Linked DNA regions of Mus musculus: region 1 is linked to region 2. The links are chromatin contacts, called in public HiChIP or PLAC-seq maps. All regions are on one chromosome and are shown on one strand. Each heading gives the region's core, a stretch centred on a gene start, on an enhancer-like site or on the middle of the called end of the contact. The rest is flanking DNA. Distances are from core to core; before and after follow the strand shown. Region 1 holds the start of Ihh (Indian hedgehog). Region 2 holds the start of Vil1 (villin 1).

Region 1 (2,700 bases), core at 159-2,658, 540 kb before region 2:
AAACCCTGCACGTGAGAAGCAGAGTTAGGAAGGCCAGTAGCTCAAGGCCATCCTCAACTCTGTGGCAAGGGATCAGCCTGGCTACCTGAGAGCCTCTTTCAAATACATGAGCAAAACAAATGACTTGAACTTCAAATATAGATCATCACGGTTTCCTTTGGTAGAGGAAGGTGCACGCGCACGTGTGTGTGTGTGTGTGTGTGTGTGTGTGTAGCATCATGATTTCTCTAGCATGTCTAGCATGGTGGTACTACTCCCCTGCCATCCCAGCACTCCGGAAATGGAAGCAAGAGAATCCAGAGCTCAAGGCTAGCCTGGACTCCGTAGGTGAGAGACTCCATCTGTAAAGAAAGGAAGGGGTTGAGGGTGAGGGTGAGGGAGGAAGATTGAGCTTTCTAATTATAACTTTATTAAATTTGTGGAACCCGTCGCAAACAGCACAAGATTTGACATTGTGGTGGTGATCTGTGCCCGTTAACACACTTGCGTCTTCTGGTTTGGGCAGTATAGATTATAATTCATCTGCCTTCCTGGATGTTCTATTAAAGTGCACAACCCTCATTCGCTTCCCGGGCAGTCTCTGCAGAGTCCGTGGCTTCTAACACTTCTGAAGTAGGACGAGGAGGAGCGAGTGATTCCCAGGCAGTGCCCGTCTGCAGGTGGATTGGGATCCGTTTGTTTGTTTGCTTGTTTGTTTGTTTGTTGTTTATGCAGCACGCTCAGTGCTCTTCCCTCTCTGTGGATGTCCCCACTTCAGGCTGTTATTCTGTATGGCCTTTCTCCCTTGTTTTTAACAGTGTTTCCAGTCCTATTTGACTCCTGACAAGGCTACATTGCCTCCACCCGCATCCCCTAGTTCTGTACTGGGCAGTATAGGGTCCCCAGCTGTGCACCAGGTCAATACAGAACCCTGCTCCTCCAAGCTGAGAAAGGGAATGTTGCCAGGGCCAGGGTGGGGCACCAGGTTATGAATGACCTCCAGCTTTCGGGTTTGCTTCTCCGCAGGGGACACCGTAGGCGGTTGTGCGGTCCGGCCACTACCCCCCTCTTGCGTCCGGCTGCGACGTGGGTTGCGGTCTCCGTGGGGGTGGCATCTCCTGTCCAGGAGATTTGCGCCTGGTGGGGCTCCCAGGAGCCGCAAGGAACGGGAAGGAGAGACCAGGGTGGGGTGAGGCCCGTCAGGAGGACAATCGCAGGCAGCGCAGGGGGCGCAAAGGGCAGCGGGCGGGTGGACGCGCGGCTGAGGAGCGCGCGGGACAGGGCTGGCTAGCCTTGGGGCCGCCCGCCGGAGGGGGAGGAGGCTGTGCTGCCCTTGCTGCAGGTTCGCTGTCGAGCGCGCAGGAGGCAGGGACATGGATAGGGTGCGGTCTGCGCGGGTCCCGAGCCCGGATCTCTTCCATTTCCCCTCTCACTCGACCCCGGGCTGCGCCGCAGACGGCAGCAGCTCCCGCTCTGCCCGAGCCGCCTGACCGCCGGGCCGGGGTGCTAACCGCGGGTCCCTTCAGTCCGCCGGCCGGGCCAGCCCAGCCCAGCCCGCCGGCCCTCAGCCCCGCCGCCCGCCGCCCCCCGCCGTCGCCGCGTTGCCAAAACAAACGGGCCGGCCTATTTATTGGCGGCCGGCGAGCCGGGCAGCTCAGAGTCGAGGCGCCGAGGGGGACAGCACGCCGCCACCAGCCAGGGCCCCGGGCCCCCGCCCCGCACCTGAGTCCCGTCGGCCTTGAGCCGCGTCGCGCTGCCCATGGCGCCCCCGCATGGAGTCCCCAAGAGCCACCCAGACGCCTGAGTCCCCGAAGCTGTCCCAGCCACGCGCCCACCTATCAGCCCACCAGGCGCCCTCGCCCGCTGCTCTCCCGGGCTACCCGGCCATGTCTCCCGCCTGGCTCCGGCCCCGACTGCGGTTCTGTCTGTTCCTGCTGCTGCTGCTTCTGGTGCCGGCGGCGCGGGGCTGCGGGCCGGGCCGGGTGGTGGGCAGCCGCCGGAGGCCGCCTCGCAAGCTCGTGCCTCTTGCCTACAAGCAGTTCAGCCCCAACGTGCCGGAGAAGACCCTGGGCGCCAGCGGGCGCTACGAAGGCAAGATCGCGCGCAGCTCTGAGCGCTTCAAAGAGCTCACCCCCAACTACAATCCCGACATCATCTTCAAGGACGAGGAGAACACGGGTGCCGACCGCCTCATGACCCAGGTGAGCGCGATCGGTCCTCCCAGCGCGCCATCGAAGCATCGCCACCTGCCCGGCCCTATCCTCTCTTCTAGCACCTTTTTTCTCGACTGCCTGGCACGCCCCCTGGCACCTGCCCTTCTTGTGAATCCCGGGTGTCTTTCTGCCCAAGATGGGCTGGCCAAGGAACCCCGCGGGAGTGTTAGCATCCGGGATCCCGCCCGGTGTCTTTGAGAGGAGCTTTCTGCCGCTGCCAAGCCCCGCAGGTTGGCGGGCGGCCCCTCTGCCCGCGAGTGCTGGCAGCTCAGGTCAAATCTGGAACTTGAAGGTACCTGGACCTGGCTGCCTCTTGTGCCTCCGGGAACCACGAAATCCCTCTCGGCCTAACATTTCTCACAGCCCAGCCCTGGTCATTACGAAGCCGTTTGGCATCCCTGAGGCGAAGAAGCTCAGGACACCGGGGACCCCGTGGCCTTCCCTTCCCTTGTGCCCTTGGTTAGCTGCGCTGCCCTCTCCTGGAGCAGCGACTTGGCTGGTTCTGGGC
Region 2 (2,700 bases), core at 117-2,616:
GAGAGATGAGAGATGAGAGGTTTGGGTTTGGGTTTGGGTTTTGTTTTGTTTTGTTTTGTTTTGTTTTTCTGGTTTTTCAAAACAGGGTTTCTCTGTGTAGCCCTGGCTGTCCTGGAACTCACTCTATAGACCAGGCTGGCCTTGAACTCAGAAATCTGCCTGCTTCTGCCTCCCAAGTGCTGGGATTAAAGGCGTGTGCCACCACTGCTGGGCTTTCATTTTTTTCTTAAAGACAAAGTCTCGCTCTATAGCTCAGGCTGGCCTCAAACATATAGCAATCCTCCTGCTTCAGCCTCCCAAGTGCTCAGATTATACACACTACACACATGAACATCACTCATGCTTGTAGCTACCAACTCACAGCCCATAGTAGCTAGCACTCATACTGGCATTGTGAACTAGGGAACGGAACCTGTGGGCCTTTGGGGGGGTTTAAGTTCTTCTTCTCCCCAGCTACCTATCCTTGCATATCTACTGTCTTGTTGTTCTTGGGGTACAACTGTAGAGAATCCTGGGCGCTGCCGTGGGTTTTAGTTCCAGCTTTTAACTGGACAGGAATGTAGTAACACCATAGACTAGGTCATGCCCTATACAAAGGATACCCTCCTGCTAACCAAGACCTGGAAGCCCCCAGAGGCAGATTCTCCCAACCTCAAGTGACAGGGGGATTTCTGAGCAGATAACCTTGGTCTGAGTGAGTCCCAAACTTCTGGGCAGGTTTGGCTTTCACTGCCCACTCTGATATAAAATAGATCATGGTAACCGAAAAATGGAGGGGCCATTTCTAGGAAAGGGGTGATGTCCAGGCCTAATAGGGCCTAGGACACAGCTCCTGACTCTCCCCCTCTCTCCTGGTGGCTGCAGCTTACATCCCAGGATACATGTGCCAAGGATACGACCTCCCAGGAGTGTCAGGGGAATGGTGACACAAAGAAACCATTTCAGATGTGTAAGACATGAACACAGAAATGAGCAGCCAGAGAGAAGTAGTAAATACAGGCACGGAGTCCAAGTCTCAGGACTGTCCTGATTTTAATTGTAGAAATCTGAGTCCCAGGAGCCACCTTGGTCCCAGGGAATCTACACAGATGAAGCGAAGGTGACTTACAGGAAAGGGGGTCTGTGAACTTCCTTCATTGAAGGCCCAAGACAGCCTGCTGGCTTCTTGCTTCTTTCAGAGTTTCAGAGCACCTTACCTCACCCCCAAACTTATACCAAGGTGCTACAGAAAGCACAGGCTGCCAGAGAGAAGCAAGGACCCTGTCCCCTCCAACCACCTGTGGTCACCATGTGTCCCCACCCAATTGCCTTACCTGTCTGGAAGAGGCAGCCACCACCTGGGAGATCTTAGGAAGTTGTGGCAAGCTGGCTGCAGGAGACCGAACGACCTTTGTCCTCACCACCACCCCCCCCCCAGGAACTTCCTTCACCATATAAGGGAAGATAGGGCCCCAGAGAGAATGGATGGGGGGGTGGGGAAGTAGGTGCCCAGGTCCCTGGGAACCTAGAGCCCAGCAACAGCCTGACAGCCTGAGCTGCCGTGTGCCCCGCCCTTGGCTCTGCAGCTTCAGGGATGGGGTGCACTTCCGGCTAGGACCTGGGCTCTACCTGCAGGTAGGCAACCCCCACCAGGGCTGGCCACCCTCCAGCCCTAGAGAAGTGGCACGGGAGTCGGGGGTGGGGTGTGGCGGGGCGAGGGGGCACTGGATGGGGATGGAGTAGGACTCCTGGGGTCTTGTAGCTGGAACTCAGCACCCAAGGCCAGAGTTCACACTTGGGGTTCCCTTGGGACAGACAGGTGGGGCTCCTGGCACCCCTGCAGATCTCTCCTACTCAGCATGACCCTCGCTCAGTGGGCACAAGGGCCTTTCCCTTCTTCCTCCTTTCTGAGTGAGCCACGACCTCCACTTTTATGAGCTGCCATAAACCTGTGCCTTTGAACCCTGTTCTGCCGCCTGCCTTCTCCTCGGAACAAGGGCCTCCACCTCCCTGCCCTGGACCTGGGGATCTGCCTTGCTGCCCTCTGCTGTAGGTCTCTGGAAACCATGGCCTGCTTCCCCCTCCCTGCCTCTGCCCCCTGTAGATCTTCTGCCACCTTGGAATCGTGGTCTCCTTTAGGAGGGAAAGATGAAGATCGTGTTTGAGGGCAGCCTCTTCTTGACCTTCCCAAGAGCTCTGGAGACTGAATGTGTGTGTGTGTGTGTGTGTGTGTGTGTGTGTGTGTGTGTGTGTGTGCGCGCGCGCGTGCGCGTGCTCATAGTCAGCAAGGACAGTAAACATACTGCAGGTGCTGTTTTGTTCAGAAATAATGTAGCACCCGTTCTTGTGAATGAAAAGGGGCGTCTGTCCACCCAGTTGCAAGCCAAGCGGAAAGGAAAAACTCCAGGATAGATAATCACCCGTGAGTCACTGCTCATAATCTCTTTTGAGGTGTCTCAGATCCCTCTTCATTTTTTTAAAAAAAGATTTATTTATTAGTATATCTAAGTACACTGTAGCTCTGCAGCTGTCTTCAGATGCACCAGAAGAGGGTGTCAGATCTCATTATGGATGGTTGTGAGCCACCATGTGGTTGCTAGGATTTGAACTCAGGACCTTCCTTCGGAAGAGCAGTCAGTGCTCTTAACCGCTGAGCCATCTCTCCAGCCCCAGATCCCTCTTCAGTGTGTGCGTTGTACATGTCTTCAACCAGCATGTGTA

What was found. HiChIP or PLAC-seq counts read pairs in DNA pulled down with a chosen protein or histone mark.
Region 1: an HNF4G HiChIP or PLAC-seq map of pancreatic cancer cells shows a contact between it and region 2. The contact joins the promoter of Ihh here to the promoter of Vil1 in region 2. A contact is called at or near these places in 1 of 39 promoter capture datasets (liver) and 1 of 115 datasets of contacts at active chromatin or transcription factors (pancreatic cancer cells).

What each region holds. Positions count from the first base shown.
Region 1 is chr1:74,950,380-74,953,079 of GRCm38.p6, reverse strand. Ihh (Indian hedgehog) reads left to right here and starts at 1,408. Exons shown (of 3, transcript NM_010544.3): 1 at 1,408-2,180. The coding sequence starts at 1,866.
Region 2 is chr1:74,408,050-74,410,749 of GRCm38.p6, reverse strand. Vil1 (villin 1) reads right to left here and starts at 1,366. Exons shown (of 20, transcript NM_009509.2): 1 at 1,314-1,366.